Linked DNA regions of Mus musculus: regions 1, 2, 3 and 4 are each linked to region 5. Evidence: chromatin contacts called from public ChIA-PET and HiChIP or PLAC-seq data. All regions are on one chromosome and are shown on one strand. The core of a region is the stretch at or near the end of the contact, and the rest is flanking DNA. Distances in the headings are between cores, read along the strand shown.

The links. ChIA-PET counts read pairs in DNA pulled down with a chosen protein or histone mark. HiChIP or PLAC-seq counts read pairs in DNA pulled down with a chosen protein or histone mark.
Region 1: an RNA polymerase II ChIA-PET map of memory CD8 T cells shows a contact between it and region 5, with 121 read pairs. The contact joins two enhancer-like sites. A contact is called at or near these places in 6 of 484 Hi-C or Micro-C datasets (CD4 T cells, cortical neurons, embryonic fibroblasts and 2 more) and 4 of 115 datasets of contacts at active chromatin or transcription factors (the NIH/3T3 cell line, effector CD8 T cells, memory CD8 T cells and 1 more).
Region 2: an RNA polymerase II ChIA-PET map of memory CD8 T cells shows a contact between it and region 5, with 8 read pairs. The contact joins two enhancer-like sites.
Region 3: an RNA polymerase II ChIA-PET map of memory CD8 T cells shows a contact between it and region 5, with 1,160 read pairs. The contact joins the promoter of Ptprc here to the enhancer-like site in region 5. A contact is called at or near these places in 1 of 15 datasets of contacts at CTCF or cohesin (CD8 T cells), 2 of 484 Hi-C or Micro-C datasets (Th1 cells and natural killer cells), 5 of 115 datasets of contacts at active chromatin or transcription factors (CD8 T cells, effector CD8 T cells, memory CD8 T cells and 2 more) and 2 of 9 other capture datasets (adipose tissue and macrophages).
Region 4: a Foxp3 HiChIP or PLAC-seq map of regulatory T cells shows a contact between it and region 5, with 7 times the contacts expected there. The contact joins two enhancer-like sites. A contact is called at or near these places in 1 of 15 datasets of contacts at CTCF or cohesin (the NIH/3T3 cell line) and 2 of 115 datasets of contacts at active chromatin or transcription factors (microglia and regulatory T cells).

What each region holds. Positions count from the first base shown.
Region 1 is chr1:138,327,128-138,329,827 of GRCm38.p6, reverse strand. No RefSeq gene overlaps it. Among named protein-coding and RNA genes, the nearest start is that of Atp6v1g3, 55 kb to the right of the region's middle. Within about 2 kb of position 1,402, at least 86 of the 459 cell types and tissues checked have an H3K27ac peak or open chromatin away from gene starts, as enhancers often do. A contact at or near this core is called in memory CD8 T cells, where this site is marked.
Region 2 is chr1:139,035,066-139,037,765 of GRCm38.p6, reverse strand. The region is part of intron 3 of Dennd1b (DENN/MADD domain containing 1B); the gene reads right to left. Among named protein-coding and RNA genes, the nearest start is that of 4930596I21Rik, 59 kb to the right of the region's middle. Within about 2 kb of position 1,250, at least 48 of the 459 cell types and tissues checked have an H3K27ac peak or open chromatin away from gene starts, as enhancers often do. A contact at or near this core is called in memory CD8 T cells, where this site is marked.
Region 3 is chr1:138,173,785-138,176,484 of GRCm38.p6, reverse strand. Ptprc (protein tyrosine phosphatase, receptor type, C) reads left to right here and starts at 1,359. Exons shown (of 32, transcript NM_001111316.2): 1 at 1,359-1,470. The coding sequence starts at 1,398.
Region 4 is chr1:138,147,818-138,150,517 of GRCm38.p6, reverse strand. All of the region lies in intron 1 of Ptprc (protein tyrosine phosphatase, receptor type, C), which reads left to right. Among named protein-coding and RNA genes, the nearest start is that of Ptprc, 26 kb to the left of the region's middle. Within about 2 kb of position 1,432, at least 73 of the 459 cell types and tissues checked have an H3K27ac peak or open chromatin away from gene starts, as enhancers often do. A contact at or near this core is called in regulatory T cells, where this site is marked.
Region 5 is chr1:138,586,629-138,589,328 of GRCm38.p6, reverse strand. The region is part of intron 1 of Nek7 (NIMA (never in mitosis gene a)-related expressed kinase 7); the gene reads left to right. Among named protein-coding and RNA genes, the nearest start is that of Nek7, 32 kb to the left of the region's middle. Within about 2 kb of position 1,353, at least 37 of the 459 cell types and tissues checked have an H3K27ac peak or open chromatin away from gene starts, as enhancers often do. A contact at or near this core is called in CD8 T cells, Th1 cells, effector CD8 T cells and 2 more, where this site is marked.

The DNA of each region.
Region 1 (2,700 bases), core at 153-2,652, 260 kb after region 5:
CAAAGCACAGTGAATGAGAAGCATTTGTACCGCACACACTGTGAGGTCTGCACCTCTGAGACTGCTCAGGGTTCCTGAACAAGACACTACACACTCACTCATTTCTCCCAGTTCATTCTGCTACTGAGGACCCATCGACACTTATTTTATATTTGGATTTCATCACGTTTTAGATTAAGGGAAAAATCACTGATTGCCTTTTGACCACCCCTCTCATCCACATAGCTCGTGGCATGTGCCACCATAGAGACCACATTCCTGGCATGGGGACAGGTATTCTTAAACACCCACTCTGTAATTTGTTGGTTTCTTAGACTGTTACTTTATCATCTGGAATGCCTTTGGACATACCTTAGAGCTGATTTCATGCCATTGCTTGAATCTTAATTCAGTGACTGGCCTTAAACACCGACTCTTATTCACTTCCTTTGCAGTTTGGGTGTAAATCTCTTCCTTGCAGTAGTTAGCGCACTCCTTGATGTTTGTTTGCCTGTTGGTCTTTGTGACTATGTTGTGAGGTTGGTGGGATTCCAACTATTTTTCCCTCCTTTCTCTTTCAGTTTGAAGCAGTTGTGTGCAGAATATACCTGGTTCTAGGGACAAAGAATATGGCTGTGCTCATCAAGAGAGTTGAGTTTTTAAAGTATTTACTTGAGTCCTTTCTAGAGAAGTGACACACAGGATTTGCCATTCATGGGATATGTACTATGCGATTCTTACTGTTTTGTTTTGTTTTGTTTTGTTTTGTTTTGTTTTGTTTTGTTTTCCCTTCCTGCAAAGATGTTCCTTTTTTGATCATCTGGACTTCCATGCACAGGAGTATCTATAGATCAGGCACTTGTCCAATGACTGGCTAAAATCGAGGACAGGCTTTCCCACAGAGCAGAACTTATTCCCACAGTGACTGTGGTTTCAGTAGTAGTAGACTGCCCTAACCAACTTGACCAAATAGCTACGCTACAAAAGAGGCAGGCAGGAAGTCTAGCAATATAGACATTCACTTTGTGGCACACAAAATACACCCTGTGTTGACACAAACAAACTGCCTTCACCATTTTGACTGTCAAGTAGTCAAGAAAAATATTTAAGTCAGTTTTGAAGCAGTCAAATTGGCCAGCAAGCCTATCTGCCATTCCCCTCTCCTCCCTCTGTATGAAGCCTCCCGATTTCCCTGGCTGGTGTTTTAGAAGCAGACGCGTTTTTCCTGCCAGAAGAGGATGCGTTCTTTCTCACAGAAGCTTAATGAAATAGCTGTTACATCATATAAATCCACTTCCTAACACCCCGTGTCAGACTATCAAATCAGTTAAGGAAAATCCTCATCTTTTTTTCTCTTTGAAATTATGGATAGGCTGGTCGGGTTCCAAATTCAGCGAGTTCATATCGCCATCTAGTGTTCAAAATAGGATTGTCCGCACAAACGAAGGAGAAAATTTTAATACTCCATCCGGCTGCAAAAACCAATCTTATCTGAGTTGTTTGAAAGGTTCACTTGGCTGATCCGGTTTGGTTTGGAGCTACTACTCACAGTTAATTTGATATTTATGTTTTGATAGGACACCACACTACTGAGTGAAATTGTTGATTACAGTTTAGCTTGGAAACATAGCTCAAATCACAATCAGAAACAGTGATGCTTTTTCCCAGTATAAGGACAAATGTATCTCAGATAAAGCCAACTACTGTGGACGGCGAATGACAACGTGGCAACTTAAGACGAAGCAAACTTCTTCCCAGCAGAAACTAGAGGAAGCGAAAATAAGACCTGAGCAGGGGCGCCATCTTACTTTGTGTTTCTGAAACAGTATTTGGGTATTAGGGAAGGAAGATACAAAGCCCAAACTGTTCACTGAGCAGCAAAACACAACTCACAGATAGCAAAGATACTTTATTTCCGCAAGCAAGCAAGCCTCAAGTCTGACTGTTTCAACCGTGGTTGCCCTCAATCCTTGCATAAAAACTGGACTCGTATATCTAGAAACGGATTTGCAGTTGTTGAGGAAAATACACACAGAAGCGTTTTTGATGAAGGCACAGCCTGTGGAATAGTTGTAATTTTAGAACTGGATATGGCAATATTTTCTGTTTCTTCATACACCGAGGAGTTGAAGGCACTGTTAATCCACTTCCGGCCACACTGAGATGGCTCTGGCGTCCCGCTTTACAGTGAGTGGCAGAGCTGATTCTGTCTCAGAACTTCCACAGCACTGCACTCACTCGTTCCCTCCTGGTGGAGTTTTGCAGGCTTGGATAAGAGACAGGAAGAAAAATAGACAGGATGGGAAATGGGCAAACGGGGCGAAAGGAAGAAACACCCCAAGGTGACTCAGGGTGTCTGCCACAGACACATGCTTTATGCAAAGTTTAAATCAAGCCTTTTAACCCATACAGTCCCAGTTCCCTACAGAATGCAAAACTGTTTGCCACTTTTGGCAACAACCTAGCTTTAATGAAGCAACTCTAAACAGACTGTTAGTAAGTAAACTGTGAATAAAAATTGCCGTCGAGTTGATAAAAATTCAGACAGGTGATTTATTATAGGAGTGACTTTGTTTTTGGTTACAACAAATCCTATACGATCCAGTTTTTAAATTTTTTTCTTATCCATGCTGGTTCACTTTGCTAATTGTTTTTTAAACATTGTTAGCTGTACAAATTTGTATTTTATAAATAACTTGCAACAAGTAATTAGCACACGTT
Region 2 (2,700 bases), core at 1-2,500, 450 kb before region 5:
ATAAAAATATATTATTCTCACATAAAGATAATTGCTAACATATGTCAAAGATAAAAACAAAAATAACCCAAAGAATGAACTAGAATACGAAATTATCCAGAGGAAAGTACCACGGGCAATAATGGATATTCTGTACAAGTTCCAAAATAAGACAGCTAGCTATCATATTAGTGATTGGAAATAATTCATGGAAACTTCTTTACTGAGTATGTAGCTCACTTGTAGCTTTGTAAAGAAGCCACTGCTGTGAAAGAGAAAACACCCTGTTAGATGGACAGTCTGCTCACCAGGGAAGCTGCCCTGCAGAGTCTAAGCTCAAACAGCAGCTAAGAAACTACTGTTTCTTAAATATTCTAAAGTCCACGACGAAGCCCTAGATCTGCTTTGGACAGGCTGTAAGGTGAAAGTCACCATTTCTGTAACCTACTTCCACTTCCCCACCACTTCCTCAGGAACAAACGGTAGTGCTCTCTGAAGTTCCGTACTCCCCTTTTTCCTGTTCTGCATAACAAATCTGATCTACACAAATGACTTCATACAGCTTAGGCATTTTTATGAAGTCTACAATTATTCATATATTCTTTCACACATCACTTTCTTAATAGTCCAACCTCTCACATTTATACTCTTTAAGGTTGAAATTGTCTGAGTTACAGCCCTTGAAATAGACAGTGATAGAATCCTCTCTAAACATACCCAAACCAATAGTGTGGCATCATTTAGACCCCTCCTCTCTCCCGTACATAACCAATCATTCACCAAAACCACTAAGTCAATGCCTGCTCCCCATAGTTAACCTCCAAACCGCCACTTCTGAGACTTCATTCAGCTAGGACAGAAACACCCACAACTGGGTAGGCTGCAGGTTGGAGTGCCTGGGTCCCCTCTTCTGGGGGTCAGAATGCCCAATCCTGAAGGCTTCCTGTGGAAATCACTGCTCCTCCGATTAAAACTGTAATTGATCCTAGAACACTGTTCAACAGGGTACATAACAGCAAACAGCTGAACACACAGAGCAGAGAGACAAGGCAGGTTATCTAGGCACTGTTTAACTCAACAGCACCCTCCAGGAACCAGGAATCTTCTCTCCTGGTTTACTCTACTAAGCACACTGGCTTTGGTCCTTTCCATGTGCTTGTAGAATGAGCCATGAGCTTTCAGTACATCTCACAAGGACACAGCAGCAGTGTCCAGCATCCAGAGGAAAAAACTTCTCTACACTCACTTTTCTAGAGCTTACTAGACCAACAACCCCTTCCTGAACTAACCATGGAAGGAAGTGGTTACCTACCAGCCTTGCCACAGACATGCATGGAAGCACCAGAATTCAGTCTCACTAGCTTTCAAATGATCGTCACACAGGAAATTTCAGTAAACTTATGTTTGTAAGGCTCTGCACAATAACAGTATCAAATAATAAATTTGCATTAAAGTTCTTAATATAAACATAAATACTATTATATGAGGATATTTCTCAATATCCATAATTGTAATTTATGGAAAAAAATGTCCAAAATCACTTTTACAACAAAATAAGTTCTATTTGGCAATTTTAATTCAAAGTTTTCAAAAAAGGGCATGGTTTTCTAAAGATAATATTTGAATATAATTTCAAGTAAATATGTAGTAATAACAATCATTCTATCTAACTGTACTTTATAAGAGGGGTCTATAAACTCTACAACAACAATAAAATAACCTACAGCTCAGCCACAGAACTTTGAGTAAGAGAACTGAGCTAGAGACCCACAATGAGCACTGAGATGTGACAGGGCATCTGAGGAAAGTGCCAGGGAGACTGCCAGACACATTCCACACCCCATCTTCTAAGGGAAGACAGGCACACAACATGTGGTGACTGAATCAGGGACACACCTTATTGCCAGAGAGGGTATAGAAAATGACAGTGAGCTGGTTTAAATATCATATCCTTTAAGAAATGTTTTAAACTCAGAGTCTATTGAAAACTTGAGAGACTAGGGGCAAAAACAGACTAAGCCTGATCAGATATTGTTTTGTGTTTTTAGTTAGAAATAAAACTCATCTTTACCCATCCTTAAGTGACAGATCTGTGTGTTTTTATATTAATATAGTTTAGATTATTAGCCTAATTGACTTCGCAATAAATCATCATTATGAGACTTCAGTACGTCCATGAGGCAGATGCAGTCAGTGAGGAGATGTGTGGAATGTATTGAGAAGAGACATGCTGGTAAGATTGTGTCAACTTGACACAAACTCAGGACAACTGGAAAAGGGAACCAGAACTGAGAAAATGCCTCTATAAGCTTGGCCTGTAGACAAGTCTGTGGGATGTTTTCTCCATTAACGACTGAGAAGGGAAGAATCAGTCCACTGTTCATAGTGCCACCCAGGGGCAGGGAGGTGGATCTGGGCTAAATAAGGCAAGCGAGGGAGCCGATGAGCAGCACTCCTGAGTGGTTCCTGTTTCGATGCACCTCCAGGTTGCTGCTGCTGTCCTGATGTACCTTTATGAAGGACTGCATGCTATAAGATAAAATAAAGCCATTCCTCCCCAAATTACAATGGAAAGCAAACTAGAACAGATTGTGTGTGTGTGTGTGTGTGTGTGTGTGTGTGTGTGTGTGTGTGTGAGTGTCTGTGTGTGTGTGTGTGTGTGTGTGTATGTCTGTGTGTGTGTGTGTGTGTCATAGACAGTGACATCTCTGCAGTCTCCTG
Region 3 (2,700 bases), core at 110-2,609, 410 kb after region 5:
GACTTTCGCATGGTGAGCTCCCTAACTAGTTATGTGATACCAGGTAGTCAACCCTATGTACACACAGACAAACACAGACACATACACACACACCTACACATCTACACATCTACACACACACACACACACACACATACACCACTAAACAAACTCAGTAGGTTATACCTTCAGGTGTGTGTGTGTGTGTGTGTGTGTGTGTGAGTGTGTGTATACATGTGTAGGGGTGTGTGTGTATGAGTGTATGTGTGTGTAGGGATGCGTTTATTTGTAGGTGTGTGTGTAGCAATAAAAGTTAAAGAATAAATGGTATGAATTAGGGATGAATCTGTGTATTTGGACATAGGAGGGTTCTGGGGAAAAGAGAGAGTGGGGGGAAATAATGCAAATTCAATATACATGTGAAATTGATCAGGGATGTGTGTGGTGGGGTGGGGAAATACTATGATCAAAAGAAACAAGTTAACTTTGTAAAAGACAAGGCTTGGTTTTCATTGCTCTTCTTTCATTGGTAAATAGCACAGAGCAACCCCAAATGTAGGGGCACTCCTGTCTTGAAGCAGAATTCACTGATGCACAGAGGAGAGTCTCACTCCACCACTCAAGGAGATACCTGCATAAAACTCAATGAAACCACCACCAGCAGCCCTGAAAAACAAATTGGGAGGCTCTTTAAAGCCAGTGAAGGTAGTTTTGCATAGGAAAGCCACATCACCGAGGAAATAGGCATACCATTTGAGTCTGAGCTCCTTATGGTAAATAACAGGAGTTGGCAGACATAAGCAGAAAGACAGTTGGTTTGGGTCACTTGGTCGTCTTCAACGAACTTCAGAGCCTCGTACCAGCTTAGTCACTGTGTTATCTTGCCAACCCCTATGTTGTTATACTCATGTGGAAGCTTGTCATATCTTGGGTAAGAAAATTATTGATGACTTGGGAGGGATGTATTGTTTTTGAATAAAGCTTCCTTAAAAAGATATTAAAAAGGAGCAATATTTATATAGTTTAAAACTGTTTTCCTTTAGAGGAAAATTGAGACGAACCGCTAACAGCATAATTACTTGAATTAAGGAAGTAAGAAGCCATTGCACTGACTTTGAACGACCTTTTTTTTTTTTTTTTTAACTTCCTGCAAAGAGGACCCTTTACAGTATTTTTGGAGAAGTTAGTAAAACCGAATCTGACATCACCATTTAGCAGTGCATGTAGCTAGCAAGTGGTTTGTTCTTAGGGTAAGAGAGTAGGAAACTTGCTCCCCATCTGATAAGACAGAGTGCAAAGTATGCGTTCTTTTCTTTTAGTTTTGACTTAGCTTTACAGAGACAAACTTCAAGAGAGATAACCATTATTTTGCCTTTCAGGGAGACCCTATTTCTTAGGGGCACAGCTGATCTCCAGATATGACCATGGGTTTGTGGCTCAAACTTCTGGCCTTTGGATTTGCCCTTCTGGACACAGAAGTCTTTGTCACAGGTAAGCACACCCATATTCATTTTTACTTCCTTGTATTTTGTTGATTTTGTGGCAAAGGCTAGGTTGAAATGGCTATTTTTAAAAGTTGCGTGTGATGGATATTGAAAGTAAGAAGATTCGTTACTCCATGTTCAAGTTTGCCGTTGTTCAGAGAAACAAGGCCTAGTGGAGGGCAGCATACACTGCTTCTGTTCAAAATACATAAATGTTTCGGGGAAAGATCACACTTTAATAGGAAAGTTGACTCTCTTTGTCTCTCTTTATTTGGAAACTGTTCAGGAATGTAGCTAAAGCAATTGATCCAACCTGCATCTGCTATGGTTAGAGGAATTGTTAATTAAGTCAGCTTTTAATGCTTTTGATCAAAATATGAAAGGTTTAAAATCACGAGACAGCTTTGCTTGTGTGTAAGCCAGTCTCTTCAGACAAAGGGTTGTTTCCTCAAATGTTAATGATTATTAAAATAGGGTTTTGAATGCTCAGCTACAGAAAGGCTGAAGAGCACATTAGGTGCTTTAAAAACTCTCCGTGTTGTCTTACCATCGAATGTGTTTTGAATTAATCATTTTAGTTCTGAGATAATGCTTCCTATGAATTCTGCTGTGGAAATTCTGGTAGAGCCACCGCCCTTCCTGGGTGATGGGTACAGAGTACAGCCTTGAAAAGGTAGACGTGTGTTACAGTTCATAAAATTCCTACAAATGCTGTGTCCTTCAGGACAGGGTGACCAGGCAGGCACTGCTTACTGAAGGTTCAGTCCTTCTTACATATCTGGTCTGGTCAATAATTATTTCTGGAGTAGTTTCTCTTTGAGACATGAGTTGATTATCAAGTTACAGCTAGATGGCATTTCTCCTTGTAGTGTTTAATCTAAGATACTTTTAAATGGGGAAAATAGTTAATTGTATCAGAATTCAATTTTATTTTTTTCCTGATGTTCACTCCTCTCGTTTCCAAAGAAATCCCTGGTACTAAGCCGGCTAACGTCTGCTCTGTGTTGTCTGAGGGCCTGGAAAAGAAATGCAGCCTCAGATACTTGTTTGTTGATGTTATCACAATAAGTTTGTTTTGCTTTTTAATTGGAAAGATGGATTTTTTTTTCAAAAGAAAATCCAGTTAGGTAAGTTGCGAATTTGCTTGGATGAGGTTTATCTGGCATAAGATGATTTTAAACAATGCAGGGCACCACAGAATCTTGTCACAATGCACCAACTACTTCCCAGGTCGTGA
Region 4 (2,700 bases), core at 183-2,682, 440 kb after region 5:
AATATTTGTAATAACTACAATATCCAGAGGAGTGATACAACTTAACTCTTACGACTTTCAAAGATTATTATGTTGCAGGCATTCTAGACATTGACCAGTATGAGAAAATATAAAAATAAAATTGATGTTAGAGAAGTGAAGCCATTGGGCCTACATCTGTATGCAGCATAAGGGAAGGGGTGATTAAACACCACACAAGAATTATCATGTTGCTGATACTTCATGCAGAAGTACAAATTAAAATGAATTGTTCTAAGAGCAGATCACTGAGTGTTAAGCTGGTCAGGGATGAATATAGAAAGAAACATTAAGCAAAAACAGGCTGATATCATATATAAGTATATGGACAAAGTACCATAGTGGCTGAAGTTGTTGACATGTAGGTGGGCTTTGAAGACTGTGTAGAAGTTGGCTTCATTCAGAGAGAAAGAGTCTAGGATACAGAAAAAAAATACTTAAACGTTAGAAGAGTGGACTTTTCTGTATACACAGTAACATGTTGTGATTCATATGCAGTTAGACAGAGACAGTAAGATGGGTCTGAGTGTTTCACAAAGGCCACTCGCTACACTTGAAGGCAATGAGAAATGAATATCATCAAATGGTTTGGGAGAAAAACATATGATCAAGATGAAGGTGAGGATGAATAATAAGGAATTAGAAAGGCCCATACATACCAGGAGAGGGTGTAGAGGATGTGGGAGAAAGAGGAGTATAAGAGGAAGAGGAAGAGGAAGAGGAGGAGGAGGAGGAGGAGCAGTTTTCAGAAAATTCAAATACTTTTCAGGTTAGAAGACAAGAGGGAATGGCTGAGAATGGAACTGGAGGGGCAGAGAAACCAATGTATGGAAGACTCTGTGAACACTCTAAGAACAGAGAGGCCATAGGTAGCTCAGAATTCCAAATTATGTAGGACTATAGCTGTTGTTGCTTTGCTTCTATAAGAAGTAAGAATTTCCAAAGGGAAATGAAGAGCACAGAGAGGAAACCAGTCAACTCTGCATGAAGAACAGCAGTAGAATCATAGTGGGCTGTGGCAGAGCTCACTAGGGGCTGGGTTTGCAAGTACCGTAGCTGAAGGCCACGATCCACAATAGGATCCATTTTCTAATTCCACCTAAAAACATCAGCCTCAGAAGAACAAGGATAAGACAAGAAGTGGAGAGGAAAAGGAAGCCCTTTGGGTAAAGTGGTTTCATCATTTATGAAACTATTTATGAAAATAACCCCCAAAGGTAAATTTTTACATGTTTAATAGCTTCTAAAAATGAATTAGGCAGCTTGATGAGTTGCAGATCCAGCCGTGTGGCAGAGCACACTTTATGAGAACGGAAGGCAGAGAGCATAAAAGAAGGCACTGGGTGTCGGTGGGTGGGTGTGAGCCTGGAAGAGGCTGGCAGACAACCAGAGCCAAGCACATGGCCAGGGACAGAGAAGAATCTTCAGCCTCAGCTCTAAGAATTCGTCACTGCCAAACTCTCACATCTACCACAGTTTGAACCTTGATAATGAGCTTATTCAGTTTTGTGGTTACTATGCAACCATTTGCATATTTCTTTGTAACATCTGCCTAGTGTGCCAGTTTGAGATGCTATTTCAGCCATGGTATTTGAAGCAGAACCCATTTCTGGTCCAGGATTTTTTTCTCCACAGAGCAAATGATCAGCATATCTCTTAAGTATGTGTGCAGAGAGACACAACAAAGAGAGCTATAAAAGTCAGGGTTTGTTTTAAGTGAAACCTAGAGACATCGTTGTCATTGAGTCTTAAAGACTACTAAATGATTATACATGATTATACTTCCGTTCTCCTCAGTCCTTATGCTCAGCATCTCGAGAATCTTATTTGTATAAATACTGCATTTTAATTATCTATGTACATGGACTTTCTTCTACACTTTAGTGAAAGGATACTAACCATCCTCCATTAGATGACCCTGAATCCAGGCACATAATGACAGTACCAAGTAGACTGAGTGGGTTTTAAAACAAAACAAATGGCTCATGAAATTGGGAGGGAGTAGTGGAGAGACATCAAAAGCAAAGGAGCAAACAATTAGCTTGCATGTATGAAATTCTAAATAACAAAAATAACTGATATGATTTTGTTTTTCTCCTGTAAGAGTTTTGATTTAGAGCTTTCAAAATATTTTCTCCATGTTAAAATAACATAGGTTTTCCACTTTGAGTTAGCACTTAAGATTTATTTATCTCAGGAACTTTTCTAGAAATGTAGACATGTGTAAGGTGGTTCTGCAGAGAGAGTAACCCTGGCATAGCTCAGAGAGGGTATGCAGTGGGCATGTTCTAAAATGTCAAGTAAAATGTTCCTGTTGATGTTCTCAGGTTTTCTTTTTTAAAGAATCAACACTGTCAGCATAGATCTCTGTGAAGGAATATTTATAATCACTGAGCAGCAGCTTATGGTTTAGTAGGTATAAAAACACAGTTTCCTAAATATAGACCTGCTTAGCTCCTGACTGACGGCTTAGTAATTAAACAGCAATCACTGAAATATGTGAGACAGGAATGTAAAAAACTGTGAACACCCATGGGTCTTAAAACAAAGCAAACTGGAGCAGAGACTGAAAAACACACATTAGAGTATTAGTTGAGATATAATATGTTATATATATTAAAATCTGATTTGGGGAGAGTTAATTATAATGGAGATGAAAATAGAAAATAGGTCTTTGTCTAC
Region 5 (2,700 bases), core at 104-2,603:
GGCTGCCAGTGCCTTACAGTTTCCTTGCCAGTGCAGCGACTTGAATCAAATGCTGCCCTTCTCAGTATTCTCAGAGTACAAACCCTAAACCACAGATGTGCTTTGTCTCTTGGAATCTGTGGTTTTTTTTTTTTTTTTTGTTTTTTGTTTTTTTTTTATGTTTCACTTGGGGAGGAGACACCCTGTATGGTCTGTTACTTGTTGCCTCTCTACAAGTAATTTTTTTTCCCCAAATTGTTAAAACATGCTGTGGATTAGTGAGCGTTCGTGGTACGCACATGTCTGACATTCCCCATGAAGTTCATGTTCAGAAGTGGCAGCAGCAGCAGTCACAGTAAGGGTCTCAGGTGGCCCCATTTGTACAGTTTACGGCAACCTCTCGTTGTTGTTGTTGTTTATTCTCAAGTCCAGACAATCAAATGTTTGGCCTTTTTCCTTCAAGAAACACTAGAAAGGCAGCCCTGTAAGAATCAGGATCCAGAAGGGCCATGTAGCCTGGCTGTGTCCTCTGCCTGGTCTGCCATGTAGCCTGGCTGTGCCCTCTGCCTGGTCTGCCATGTAGCCTGGCTGTGCCCTCTGCCTGGTCTGCCATGTAGCCTGGCTGTGCCCTCTGCCTCGTCTGCAGTCTTCAAGCCTGAGGAGGATTTAGTCCCGTCTCTGGTCTCCTTTCTCTTGAAAGCAGAGGTTCTCCACCATGGAATCACACAGCAGATATCTCCCAAATCAGATATGTACATTATGATTCACAACAATGGCAAGATGACAGTTATGAAGTAGCAAGGAAATGATTTTATGATTGGGGGTCATCACAGCATGAGGAGGGTTGCAGTGTTAGGAAGGTTGAGCATCACTGCTGTAAAGGCCTGCACATCAGGGTCCCAATGCTGGAGGTAGCTAATGAGCCGTGAGGTCTACAGTTGCCACCCTGTTTAGACCATCTACAGAAATGTATTGGTTCCTAGTTTCTAGTTTTCTAGAGACACATTTACTTTGAACTGATTGGCTTTGGTTTCAGCTAGCTGCTTGCTTTGAGACTTCTGAAGTTCAATTTTCTAGATCACATTTCTTTGGTGGCAATCACCCTCATCTTTTTTTGGGAACTCATGACTAAATACACATTCCCCCTGATTAGGCCTTTTGAAAGACATTTCAATCAAGTCATTGTTTATCTTAGCATATTGCTTGGTGCACCTCCCTCCCCCAACCAGGGAAGAATGCAGACTTTACACAGAATGCAGTGAGAAACAGGATTCGAAAGGAAACGACTTTTTAGCACATTGGTTTGCCACACCTTCATAGGTGACAACTGTCGCTGGGTAGATGAGGGTAACAGCTGTTGCAAGCAGACCAGGCACAGGAGACTCATCCTCCTACATGCTGGTACTTTTACCCACCAGGGCCTGACTGGTAGGTGTGCTTGTAGTGAGATAGGTTACAGCAGAGCAATACAGAGTTCAGCACTCACCTTTCTTGTAGAAAGCATCTGCAAACCTGTCTCCTCTACCCTTGGAGTGAGAGCATCTCAGTGAGACTAGTCCTTAGTCCGCAGTCCCTGGGCTGTGTCACTGTTTGTCAGAAAGGACTCAGGCAGAAAGGGAGGTTAGACCTTGTAGTTTGGCATACTCTATGAGACCTTTCCTGGAGCTTTTGGCTCCCCTAATGCTATTAATAATATAAAAACCCAAAATATAGTAGGCCTATTTTTTTTGAAAGCAGTGAACAGAAAGCAGGATGGTAATATCATACAGCATTTGAGTTCTAATCTTAGTGGTAATAAGACACTTGGTAATTTATGTCACCAAGTCACTGACTGCCTGGTCAAGTAGGTTAGGGCTTTGTGTCATCCTCAGGCTTTTTCAGAGAAGGAATTTTCGCACTTGAGAGAGTACATGGTACACATTGCAGGGTCCACCTCAAAGTGGTGGTACAGATATCAGATCTGCATTGTTTGCTTCTGGCTCCCTGAACCAAACGTGCCTGACTGAGTAGGAGTGGTTTGAGTAACATAGGTATGCTGTTAAGAATTGCAGTACAGTCACCACTCCCCAGAGTCTTCAAAATGCCATTAGCTCAGGAAAGATCCCCTTGTTAATATTTAGTTCCATGTGTAGGTGGCTTGCTTCAGAGTTTGAAGATGAGCTTGAATTAAAATTTTACTATTCTTATTGTCAAACAGAAGAAGAGAGTGGGAGATGAGTTGAATAACCCTTCACCTTCTGTCCAGCCTGGCTGCCAAAGTCCAGTTGTCTGTGCTGGTGCTGTAGCTTGCTGGTTACTCATAGAACAACAGCGAATGAAGAAGTAGACATTTGTAACTTCTCAGGTGAAAGGACCAAGGATCGTCCCTAACTCTGAACAGCAAGCCAGGAACTGCTGAGAGGAACATCACAGTAGTTAGACTATGGCTACTTAGGTCAGAATCTCCACATGATCTTTTCTTCTTGAGTATTTGTAACTTTGGGTGGAAAGCTCTTTCCAGGGCACAAATTGTATACAGTTTCCTAGCCTGGGAACAAACATCTCACGACCCATGTACAAGCCTCTGGAGACGTTCTTATTTTTAAGATGAAGGCAGGTTTAAAAACTATGAGTTATTTGGGCCTAGTGGCTTAAAGCAATTTCACTTGATCCTTCTATAGCAGGGTTATCTTTAATATTATACCCAAAAAGCGACTGTAGCCTTAGATGGCGAAATTTTAA